Linked DNA regions of Mus musculus: region 2 is linked to region 1. A link is a contact called in public promoter capture Hi-C data. All regions are on one chromosome and are shown on one strand. Each heading gives the region's core, a stretch centred on a gene start, on an enhancer-like site or on the middle of the called end of the contact. The rest is flanking DNA. Distances are from core to core; before and after follow the strand shown. Region 1 holds the start of Car5b (carbonic anhydrase 5b, mitochondrial). Region 2 holds the start of Rnf138rt1 (ring finger protein 138, retrogene 1).

What was found. Promoter capture Hi-C pulls out the DNA fragments that hold promoters and counts their contacts.
Region 2: a contact with region 1 is called in a promoter capture Hi-C map of stem cell-derived epiblast-like cells, with 4 times the contacts expected there. The contact joins the promoter of Rnf138rt1 here to the promoter of Car5b in region 1. A contact is called at or near these places in 2 of 39 promoter capture datasets (the C10 cell line and stem cell-derived epiblast-like cells).

The regions. Positions count from the first base shown.
Region 1 is chrX:164,025,175-164,031,623 of GRCm38.p6, forward strand. Car5b (carbonic anhydrase 5b, mitochondrial) reads right to left here and starts at 2,836. Exons shown (of 8, transcript NM_181315.4): 1 at 2,761-2,836.
Region 2 is chrX:163,758,531-163,764,979 of GRCm38.p6, forward strand. It overlaps Rnf138rt1 (ring finger protein 138, retrogene 1), which reads right to left and starts at 2,802. Exons shown (of 1, transcript NM_028842.3): 1 at 1,609-2,802. The coding sequence starts at 2,453. The coding sequence ends at 1,707.

The DNA.
Region 1 (6,449 bases), core at 1,586-4,085:
TTGTTCCAAGTTGAGAACAGTACTCTCAGGGAAATGGGGGCAAAAATGGGGATTTTTTTTGTCCTAAAGAAGAGCAAATCTGATATATATATACACGGGGTGGGGGGAGGGAGTCACTTACTGTTACCTAGTAAAAGTTGCTTGCTGGGCGTGGTGGCGCACACCTTTAATCCCAGCACTCGGGAGGCAGAGGCAGGCGGATTTCTGAGTTCGAGGCCAGTCTGGTATACAGTGTGAGCTCCAGGACAGTCAGGGCTACACACAGAAACCCTGTCTCGAAAAACAAAACAAAACAAAACAAAAAACAAAAAACAAAAGTTGCCTTGGAGCTGGGTATGTTACACATCTATAATCCCAGAACTTGGGAAGCTGAGGCAGGAGGATCATGGTGAGTTTGTGGTCAGTCTGGGCTGCATAGCAAATGACAGGCCAATCAGAGTTAAAACAAACCAAAAAAAAAAATCAAACAAACAATAGTCACACACTGGTCAAGGGTGCTAGGAGTGTAGCTCAGTGGTAGACTGCTATTTTGACATTAGAAGGAAGGCAGTAGGGCCTACCCTCGATGAACAAATAGAAGGAGGCATCAAGAGTGTCCAGTTGGCAGAATAAGAATTAATCCTTGAACAGAGAAACAGAACCTGGCATGAGAAACAAGGAAACATGGCGGTCTTACCATCTATTGCACTCAATTGGAGACATCAAGGGGAGAGCCAAGAGGAAAGCTCCAGGGTAGTTGGCAACCTGGTTCTGGTGCCCAGGAGCCATTACAAAGCTAGACACACACACAAAACTCCAAGAGGTACAGGTGTACCAAGGCAGGCTGGCAGAAAGGGACAATTAAGGGTGCACCTGCCCACAAGGGAATGATGAGTCCAGAAAGAACTGAAAACCGTTGGTCGGGTGTGAACAGAGTTCGAAGAAAATCGAAATAAGTAGAAACTCATCTTAATTACCACTAGGCTACACTACCTATAACAATACTTGAATTTGTTTTAATGTTCAAGTCTAGGGTCAATCCCTTCTGTTAAACTGAAAGTAAATTTCTTGAGAGTTGGTTATTTATAACTTACTTACTGAACTCATACTGTCCAATCTGTTAAACAGTAAATAAAGTTGAACTATCAAACATACCACATCTTAGTGATCTACCACCACTTATTACTGTGTTTCCCGAAAAATGCACCCATGCTCCCATTTGCTCAGAGAGCTGTATCAATGTGCCACGGGGAAGCTAAGCTTTCCACACATATGTTCCCTTTGCCAGCGCTGATTCTTCACGTAGCCCCTTGGATTTTATTGACAGGTCTGATGCTTTGCTAACTTAGAAATGTGTGCAAGGAGAAAGAAGTGTGAAAAGCTACTAAAGAATCATTGATGAATTGGGAATTTACTGTGATAGGTTGTGTGAACTCTGCCTGATTAAACTTTCTCTGTGCAAAACAGACAGCAGAAAGAAAATGTACTCTGAATAAAGGTTACAATCACATGGAAAGAAACTGTGTGTTTCTCATCAGATTGACTCCTGATTTCAAAAGGAAGCAGGCCTTTTGCAACTCCTCAAATCTGAATTAGAGATTATCTTGCCAAATCTTGATGGAGAAAGCTCAGCTTCCTCCTCTCACCCACTTCTTCCCTGGGAGCATGACTCCCATCTGAGAGTGGTACCCTTACTCCTTGGCCTTTCAAGGCCTTCCAGCCTAATTTTAAAGGTTGTGAATTAAGGATGAAACTCCTAAGAATAAGAAAGGTTTTCTGCATCCAACATACCTGTGAACATCAGCTACTCAGGGCAATGTGCGGGGACTGCTCAGGGATCCATGGCAGTTTCTCTCACAAGAAAAAAAAATGGAGCTTACTTCTGTTCTGTTCCTAATCTAGCTAGGTCTTTAAACAGCAGCATGTAAAGATACCAGATTACCAACAAAGGAGACCAGGAAGTGGAAGGCAAAGTGGTTTTTCAATGGCTGAGAAGGCACAAGTTGTCCGGAACCAAGGTGTGCCCATTAGTGCCCAATGTTTCTCAAACATAAAAAGGGAGGGCACTGAAATTAATATCAAAAGGTTGCCAACCAGCCCCGGGGTCAGAAATACTTAACAAAGAATGTCGCACGCAAACTAGAACAGCCACCAACCATTCTATATTTTGGAGGTACCTCTCCTCTAGGTCTAGGGCGGGGCACAAAAAAAGTTAAGGCCAAAGTGAAAACGTTTCTGATTTCTGCAAACAGTGCTGTGACAGTGCTCCACAGCCTGGGGATGGCTGTGAGCCTGTCCCCAGCTCCAGGCTAAGTGGGGGTGGGGATGAAGAAGAAACACCAGAGGGAGAGTCTTAACTGTGCCTCAGTTTCTACGCAGTCTCAGAACTGGTAGCTTTTACCCATGTCTCCAGCTGTTTTTTTGTTTTATTTTGTTTTTTTTTAAACAGGCTGAACTTTTTTTTTAACTTAGATTCAACCAACTCAGGCAACATGCCCTCACAAGGGACTGCTCCTCCCATGCGCCCCCACCCCCACCCCCCAATTCTCTCAAGTGAAAAAAAATGTGAAGGATTCTGGGGACTCTGAATAGTAGAGAAAGGGGGCTAGGGCAGAGAGGACCAAGCCTAGTCAGGCCCGCTGGAACTGAGGCAAGACTGGCAGAACCAACAGCTGTCACTGCCGGATCTGTGGGGTGGAGGGTTCGGAGAAGAGTTGCGGTCCTCTCTGGATCTTTCCAACCTCCCTGAGGTTCCCACTCCGCTCGGCTGCCCATCCTTACCTGGACGTTTTTCTCCGTTTCTCCAACAGCACTTAACAAGTGCCACTGGCAAGTTAGCTTCCCAGGACCAGCTACTGGCTACTGTCCATCAAGGCCTCGCCCCTTGGCGCCCGTGCCACGCCTCCCAGAAGCCACGCCCCCAGCTCTTCAAGCACTGCTAGAGCCATTGGGACCGCCCTAATCCCGCCCCATTTAGACCTGGCGTGCCTCTGCTCTCTGGCCTAACAGACCACTTCTAACTTAAGCCACGCCCCTCAGCCCGAGCCACGCCTCTGAGTTCCTTCAGAACGGGATGGGGGGGGGGGGGAGGAGGAGAACCTCCTAACCCGGTCAACCCTGCTCCCTTCTCTGCTTGCCACAGGCAACGTTTCTGGGATAAAAGTAACAATTCTTGGATAAAATCTGACTGCTGGCCTAAAAGCCTGGTCTAAAAAGTGTCTTTCCTTAAGTTTCATCCATCTCAGAATATCATGATTTTGACAAGCTAGGGCCAGGTGACCCCCAGCGAAAGAAATGCTGGATACATTTTTTCCCATTACCATTCAGCTCAATTTACCCAAGTTTCTAAACATCCTTTGAACTTGAACTGTGGGTTCATGGTCCTTCCAGCCAGTTTGTAAATCCTTCTAAAACTGGACTGGGGCTGGAGAGATGGCTCAGTGGATAAGAACACTGACTATTCTTCCAGAGGACCTGGATTTAACTCCCAGCAACCACATGGCAGCTCATACCTGTCTAACTAGCTCCAATTCAAGGCCTTCTGACACCCTCATATAGACATACATGCAGACAAAACACCAATCAACATAAAAAAATAAAAATAAAATACAAAAAGGTAATTAAAAGAAAAGCAGGACTGTGACATTGTGTTCTAGCCCGCCGGCCTTATCTGACTTTAAATGCAAGGCAGAGGCAGAGGCAGAGGCAGAGGCAGAGGCAGAGGCAGAGGCAGAGGCAGAGGCAGAGGCAGAGGCAGAGGCAGAGGCAGAGGCAGAGGCAGAGGCAGAGGCAGAGGCAGAGGCAGAGGCAGAGGCAGAGGCAGAGGCAGAGGCAGAGGCAGAGGCAGAGGCAGAGGCATCAAACAGTCTCCAGTCTTTCCTGTAGTCTCTTACAGATGATTTTTCTTAGGTGACCAGCACCATCTTGCTATATTGAGACTGATTGTTTTGACACTAAACTAACTGAAACTCTGGTTGTGACTCAGTGCTCTGAGAGTATATATTCAGTTATCCTTCCTCCTTCAAGTCTCCCCACCCCAAAAAATGTGGAGAAGTTACAACCAGCTTGCTGCCCTTGTACTTAAGTCCCTGACTCATTCATTCAAATCACATTTACGGTGTAGATACTCCTCTGGCAAACAAGACAAACCTCAAGGTGCTGATGGTTGGATGTTGCCCCAACTCAGGTTGGGATGTGACAACCCCTCCCCCCCAAAAAAGTCAAAAGGGAAGATGTAGCAAGGAGTTGGTAGGTGAAGAGCATTTAATAGTCACAGTTCCTTCTCCTCCTCGATGCCATGAACATGCACTTCTTTCCTTAAAATATTTTTTTTCAGATTAAAAAATTTTTTGTGTGCTTGAGTGTTTTGTAAATATATATATATATATGTATATATATATATATATATGTAAATACACACACACACACACACACCCCATATGTATGCCTGGTACCCATGGAGGTCAGAAGACAGTGTTGGAGCCCCTAGAACTGGAAGTATGGATGGTTATGAGCTGCCATGTGGGTGCTGGAACCAAACCCTGGTTTTCTGCAAGACCAGAGAGTGACCTTAACCTCTGAGCCATCTCTCCAGCCACTGAAAATACATTTCTTTAAAAAAGCTTTCAGGTATCTCGAACAAGAGACAAACTAGTTTATCTTAAAACAAAACAAAACAAAACAAAAAACATCACATCTATAGCCTACTGCTAATGATAATTAGTTTTTAAAGCAACTTTGGCTACAAATAGAGCAATACATAACAAAACTGAACATCTATCACTTTCTGTTCACAGTACAAGCATGTATGCATCTCAAATCACACTTTAGTTGGGCAGTGGTGGCGCACACCTTTAATCCCAGCACTTGGGAAGCAGAGGCAGGTGAATTTCTGAGTTCGAGGCCAGCCTGGTCTAAAGAGTGAGTTCCAGGACAGCCAGGGCTACACAGAAAAACCCTATCTTGAAAAAGAAAAAAATTCAAATCATATTTTAGTGCATATACAGTAACATGCATTGAATTTCTCACTTCACTGGTCTTCTCTATCCCATTAGGAAGAATGTTACTGGGTAGCAAACACAGAAAGACACCTTATAGTACTTAGTACATTTAGTTCATACAACAAATCCCTCATAAATCTTTAGTGAGTACCTACTTTTTCACATGTACACAAAGACACAATTTCTGTCCTCATGGCTATATGATTTGCTGGCGGGCTGTACTTCTTCACATCCCAATAGTAAAAACACTATGATCGCACATCAGTTCTTTCTTGCTTCCTCTTCTTCTATTACACTTCTGGCTTGAAGATGGCAAGAATAGTCAAAATGTCCTCAAAAGAACATAGAAAAAAGAACACATTACAACAGAACTTTGGATTAACCTCATCCTGGCTTCATCTGTGACATGTTTTTATTATAACTGTGTAAGATAAAGAGTTTTAGAACATAATGAGGAATTGTGGAGTAGAGGGGAAAACTGTCTGCGTGGATAATTAGAGAAGAGTGAGAACAAAGAATGGTATGAGTTAATGAGGACTTGTGGGAGAAAATAATTAATTGTAAAATAAAAAGAAAATAAACTCTGATGTGATGGCACATACCTTTAATTCTAGCAAAAGAAAATCAGTTTTTGCAAGTTTGAGGCCACTCTGGTCTATGTCATAAGTTTCACACCAGGTACACAGTGAGACCTTGTCTCCCAAAAGGCGTAGGGGGTTGGCAGGTAGTGGGAAACTGTAGAAGAAAGCAGACAGTTGTGAGAAAGACAAACTTTGTTCTGGGGGAGAATAGAAGATAACAGGAAAAAAACAAAAAGTTGTAAAGAGGCCAAGTTCTTTGGCAAAATTTCATATGTAATGGTTATAACTTTAATAACTTGGCTGCAACACAGTGTCCAGATATTTGGTCAAAAACGATTCTGGGGACTGGAGAACTGGCTCATCAGTTAAGAGAACTTTCTGCTTGTACGCAGAACCCTGACTTGGTTATCAGCACCCACATGGTAGAACACGACCATATGTAACTCCAATTCCAGGAGAGCCAAGGCCTTCTTCTGGCTTGCTCCAGCATCAGGCACACACATGGTGCAAAGACATACACACAGGTAAAACATCCCTAAGCATATAATAAAATCAAATAATTTTAAAATAGAAAATAGTGCAGTTAGTAACATGATTTTAAAGTAAGGAAAATGCGTGTTTCTGAACACATCGGGAAAAATCCTTATTAAAAATGGGCTGACTGATTGGCTCTGCATTCCATGTGTTCCTATCAAAGATATGATGACATTTTAATATCCTTCTATTATTCATAAATTAATACCACTGTTTGGTTTTTTTGTCAGCTTGACTGATTGCAAAATCACATAGAAGATGGTAAAGTACACCAGTAAAGGTGTCCAAGAGTATGTTTCTGGAGAAGTTTGGGAAGACCCACCCTGAATATACACAGCATTATACCATGAGCTGG
Region 2 (6,449 bases), core at 1,552-4,051, 270 kb before region 1:
GGGACTGCCAGCTACTTAGTCCTCACAGATGGGTTTGTGAAGTTTACAGTTTGTCGCCCCTTTTTCTTGGGTTTTTCTTTTTAAGCTTTTAAAATTAACGTACAAAAAAAATTCCTTGTCATAACATTTTCATTTTAGATATCACTGTACCTCCCCTCCATACACCCACTACTGTCCTCTGTCACCCCTCCCCTTCTTTCCACATCTCTCCCCAGTCCCTCCTCTTTCTCCTTACCCCTCTTCCTTTCTCCTCATTCCCTCTCACTCCCATCCCCCATCCCTTTCCCATTCATTTCCACCCTTCCCTGCCCCTTCCTACCATCCCTGTTCTTTCCAATCCCTCCTCCCCTCTCCCATTCATCCCCTCCCTCCTCTCTGTCCCACCCCTGCTCCCCTTTCCCACTCATCCCCTCCCTCCTCCCTGTCCCACCCCAACTCCCATCTCTATTCTCTCACCCCTTCTCCTTCCATTTCTCATTGATCCCCCTCCTCCTTGTCCCGCCCCTCCTCCCATCTCTCTTCTCCCTCATCCCTTCCACTTCCCATTCATCCCCCTCCTCCTTGTCCCGCCCCTCCTCCCATCTCTCTTCTCCCCCATCCCTTTCATTTCCCACTCATCCCCTTCCTCCTTGTCCCATCCCTCCTCCCATCTCTCTTCTCCCTCATCCCTTCCATTTCCCATTCATCCCCCTCCTCCTCCCACCCCTCCTCCCATCTCTGTTCTCTCCCATGCCTTCCATTTCTCACTCATCCCCCTCCTCCTTGTCCCGCCCCTCCTCCCATCTCTCTTCTCTGCCATCCCTTCCATTTCCCACTCATCCCCCTCCTCCTTGTCCCATCCCTCCTCCCATCTCTCTTCTCCCTCATCCCTTCCATTTCCCATTCATCCCCCTCCTCCTCCCACCCCTCCTCCCATCTCTGTTCTCTCCCATGCCTTCCATTTCCCACTCATCCCCCTCCTCCTTGTCCCACCCCTCCTCCCATCTCTCTTCTCTGCCATCCCTTCCATTTCCCACTCATCCCCCTCCTCGCCCCACTCCTCCTCCCATCTCTGTTCTCTCCCATGCCTTCCCCCTCCCCTTCCCCATTCATCTCCCTCCTCCATCTCCCACCCCTCCTATCTGTATTCTTCCCCATCCTTCCCACTCCTTTTCCATTTACCTCCCTCCTTCCCTACTCCTCCTATCTCTCTTCCCTTACCCACTTCCTCTTTTCCATTCCTCTCCCTCCTTGCTGTCCCCCTCCTGTGTTTCTCTTCTCACCCATCCCTCCTCCCCACATACCCTCTCTCTCTCTCTCTCTCTCTCTCTCTCTCTCTCTCTCTCTCCTGTCCTGGAACTCACTTTGTAGACCAGGCTGGCCTCGAACTCAGAAATCCACCTGTCTCTGCCTCCCTAGTGCTGGGATTAAAGGCATGTGCCACCCCACCCAGCCCCACATACTATCTCTTCCCTTGCTCCTCCCCATTCCTGATCCCCACCCTCTTTTCTTCTCTCCCATCCCTCCCCACTCCTCTTCTGTCCTCTTCCTTCCCCCTCCCTGATCCTCTTGTCCAAGGGACTAAGTTTTAACATAATTTCGATTTGTAATGAAAGAAAAACTAAAAGGTCAGACTGATCACTTTTATTTAAAACATCAAGTTATTGAAGGGATGTTTTAATGTAAATTGTCCCTTAGGAACAATTGTAGAAATGAGTACAGTCCCTCTAGATGTTGACGTGGAAGGACTCTTCAATGGCGATCTGAAATTGGGTTTCCTCATCCAGCTGAAGATTCACGAAATCTCCGTAATCAAACTGATGCCTCTGATTAAGGTGACTAACAAAATTTCTGGTGAGTTGAGGCGGGTCGCCCCATGGAAGAGATAGGCAAATTGGGCAAGTGACTGAAACGACACGACCTCGGTGGCTGCTGTTGCAATGATCCAGCAAACGTTGCCTGCTCATGGTTACTTCTTCACACAGAGGACAATCGAAGGTGGGCTCATCAGGTGGGCTTGCGTTCTCTTCCTCTTCTTGTAAAACCTCAGCATTCGCTGAGGCCGGTGCCTCGTTGTTACTGTTGCCCACGGAGTTTGGAGACTGTTGGAAGCTTGAAACAGATGTAGAAACTCCAAATTCATCCTGGTACTTTTCGCAAGTTTTGTAGTGCTGCCTCATACGATAGAGTTCAACGCGCTGGGAACAGCATCGGCAATTACCAGGAAAATGTCTCATGATGGTTTCGAGGTCTACAGCCCTCACTGGACAAGCTCTTTCTCTTCTAGTCACATTTCCACGGCACAGGGGGCAGTGGAGCCGGCTCTCCTTCATTGCACTCAGGAAACATTTTCTGCAGAAAACATGCTTACAGGCCGCGACCCGAACTGGCGTTTTGAAGACTTCTTGGCATATCGGACAGTAGAAATCATCTTCAGTATAAGACGTGGTGGAGGCAGATTCTTCCTCGGCCATAGTGGCGACCGGTAGAAGCCCAAGGCGATGGCGGCTCGCGGCTGCCAAGGTGGCGGTGGCGGCTCAGAGCTCCCCTCCGGATCCTCTCCAAGCAGCGCTTTGGGTCAAGCTCTCTCCGCGGCAGATCCGCAGACAGGTGGTCCCCTGCTGCAGTCCGATTTCAGCGCCTTTCTGTCCAGCAGTTGAGTGAGCTTCAGACCACTGGATCTCCAGCGAATGACGGGTGATGCTCTGTTCTTATGAGCCTCAGAACCCGCCAGACCCGAAGCTCATGGTGATGGAGATACCTCCTATTCAGCCATCAGTTGAGAGGTAACTGCTGCCTGCCAGGCTGGTTGGTCACTGCAGAGTGGATAGCCACAGGAGAGCCGGAGGCGGGGTCAATAGGACGGCCTCCATAGCAACCAGCGCGTCGCGCCTTCAGCTGGTTGTGACGTAAGCTGCCAGGTCCGCTTACTTTACCAAGTTTTTTTTTGTTTGTTTGTTTTCTGTTTTTGTTTTTAAATCCAGCTGGGCCTAGTGGCGCAGGCTTGTAATCCTAGCCATTAAGGGGTGCTGAGGCAGTATGATCGCGAGTTCAAACCCAGACTGAGAGATTTAGGGAGCCCCTGTCTGGGAAGAGTACAAAGAGATCCGCCAGCACAGCTTGGTGATTCGATTGCAAGCGCAAGCCGCTGGATTTAATCCCTACGTCTTCATAAAGTCCTCCAGGTACCTAAGTGATCATTCTATGTGGACCACTGCTATCAGGCTACTGTGTGTAACAGTATATTGGCTCTCCTGTATATACCACGTTTCTTTACTCTTCAGCGTGCATCATTTAAAATTCCTAAAATTCACTAATTCAGCTTGTCAGTCCTCTCCTTTCATTAATGAGAACTGAGAAACCTCTCAGTCCTTAAACTAGACAGGTGAGGCCCATAGATCCAAAGCAGAAATCTACAAGCTAAATAGCTGACCTCTTACCAGACCCCTGCTTTAGGATTTTTCCCATCTGTTCTACAAAGCCAAGCAAGAAATTGTGTGATGTTAACTGTATATGAGCTTGAGAAATTATCTACTCTGAGGTCCAGGCAGATGAAATATTTTCTCTCATATCACCCAACAAATTAGTGATGTCCTAGATGTTCCGACAAGAGCAAGAGCCTGACCCTTCGCCATCACCATGCACTTCTGAGTTTCTACTCAGTGTCCCTTGTCACCCAGAGCCACTGACAGTGATAGTGCATATCTTCGAGAGACTTTATTTTTATTCACTTAAAAAATTCTCACCCAAGACTTAGCTAAAAATGTAGCTTTTACCTTCATCATTGCTGCCTGTCCTTCCCTGGGCACTCCCCTGAGGGTGCTCAGGTATGCTAAATCCAAAAGGTGAACACAAACACACACACGGGGGGGGGGGAGAAGTGTTGAAATACAAAAGGCACACCAAGAGCCTCTGATTGCTCATCTGTAAAATGGCACCGTGGGCTGCAATTGAAATTGTTCATAGACTTCTGAAAATATCAAGTGAGATGGTATCCCAAACGTGTTCTCCATGGAACTGTTTCCTAGCAAACAGTGTCTTATTAACCAGCTACCCAGTGTGCTGTACATAGATTTCACAACTTACCCACTTCCTGTAGGATGTCTAAAATAATTGGCCCATAATATTTCTAAACTGTATTCCAGGCGTCTATGGATTTATGACATACATATGGATTTCCACCATGGAGACTGAATCCTCCCAGTATCGATGGTGCATCCTTCCAGACTTCAGGTTCCCATTACTCTTTCTTTCAAAATCACAAGCCTTGTTAGGAAATATGAGGCTTTAAGCAGAAGTGATAGGAGCAGTAGTCCACTGTTAACCTGGAGGTGACAGCTTAATAACCATTGATAATAAGCTTGGGATTTTTTTCTGGCTCAGAGAGTAGAAACAGTTCCAGATTTGCTGTTCAACTTCAGGAAGGTAGCATTGCTACCACCACTATTTTAAATGGCACTGCAAATGGAGCTTTCCCACCTACCCCAATCCAAAGGGAGCAGAAAGGAGGGGGAGAGAGCTAGCTCAGGCAGACAGCAGTGGCTGCCACTACAGTTGTCCTAATCCATCACTAGCTCACATCACAGAAAACAGAAAAAAAATGCTCTCCCATATTTCCTTGATGCTAAGGATTATTACTTCAGGTCCACTTATACGTGTGTGTGTGTGTGTGTGTGTGTGTGTGTGTGTGTGTGTGAGGGGGGGGAGGGAGAGAGAGAGAGAGAATTGTAAAGTAAAAAGACAATTCAATGAAAATGGGCAGAGACCTAGGCCTGTAGCCCTAGCACTCAAGAGGCTAAGACAGGAGAATAAGCATGCGTTCAAGACCACCCTAGCCTGTATATAGCAAGAAAAATAAAGAAGACAAATAAACAAAATATTTGAACAAGTGCTTCACTAAATAAGATGTACAAATGGTGAATACGCACATTAAAAGACAGCCAACATTGTTAGTCCTCTGAATAGGCAAATTCAGACCACAGTGAGATACTATATGCAACTATTAGAAAGACCAAAATAGGGGCCAGAGGCACCTTGGCAGTTAAGAGCACTTACTACTCTTGCAGGGGACTTAGCTCCCAATACCCACAGGGACAATCACATCCATAGTAACTCCAGTTCCAAGGGATATGCCCTCTGACATCAAAGGGCTCCTGCACACATGTGGTGCACCGACATACACTAGGGCACAGACACATAAAATAAAAGAAATAATTTTTAAAGACTGTCCCAATGCTATGCAACAGAATCAGATACTATGAAGCAGGGTAAGGAGTCAGGATGGGGAGGAGCCAGAGCGGTCTTGGATCTGAGCTCTGAAATGTCATGGGAAACACTCTGGTGCTTTCTTATTAAATCAAACTTACATTTAACACACAACTCAGTAGATCTGACTTCGGGGGATTTTCCCAAGGCAATACAACCTTGTATTGCACACAGAACTCTGCCATGGCCCTTTTTATTGGCCATATTCATGACCAGCAAAAGCGAGTATCCTCCGTTACAGAATATATAAGCAAACTGCGGTAGAGCCATACAGTAAATGCTACTTGGCAATAACATAGGACAAACAACCAAGAAATGGCACAGTGTGAATGACGCCTGAATAGTGGGTGAAAGAGGCCACATCAGGCTGCATCCTGCCCGATGCTACCTATGTGGCATTCTGGAGAAAGGGCAACAACAGAAACCAGAAACCAGGAGCTGGGGTTAAGGAAGAGGATAATTAGAAGCCAGCAGCAAGGTCCCCAGCACAGGGACTTGTGGCTAAAGGCTGTAATACCAATACTTAAGAGGCTGAGAGAAGATCACAATGAGTTCAAGGCCAACCTGGGCAACATAATGATTTCTGGATTGAGCTATAGTATGAGACTTATCTCAATGAAAAAACATAATAGACAATAGAGAGATAGATAGAAGACACCAAAGGAAAAATGAGACTGTCCAGAGGAAGGAAGGGAAACAATGGGAGAGGTGGGAGAGGAGCAAAAGAGGTCAAAGTACATGACAGACATGCTCTGTCTGTCATGAAGGTATAAGAACTTCTTCATGAAACCTATCACTATATAAAATTAGTATACATTTTAAAAACACTGTTATATCAAAGCCAGTGGCCTGGAGACATGGCTCAGTGATAGAGTGCTTGCCTGAGACTCTGGGTTCCATTCACAGTACTAAAACAGCAAAGCAAAACAAACAGAAAAGCTAGACACGGTGGTGCACCCCTATAAATTCAGCACTTGGGGGGGGCTGAAGTAGGAGGAAAAGAAAGAAGGGGGAAAAGGAGAGAAAAAGGGAGGGAAAGAGGAAAAGAAGGAGTAAACAGAAGAGACAAGAGGAAGGGAAGCAGGCAGCAAGAGCCCTTTGTAGTGTTGGGAGTGTGTATCTTGTTAGTCGAGGTAGTTACAGGACTGTGTGACATGCTAGGTCATGGTAGCTGCATGCATTTGTCAAATCTCATAGCCTAAGAC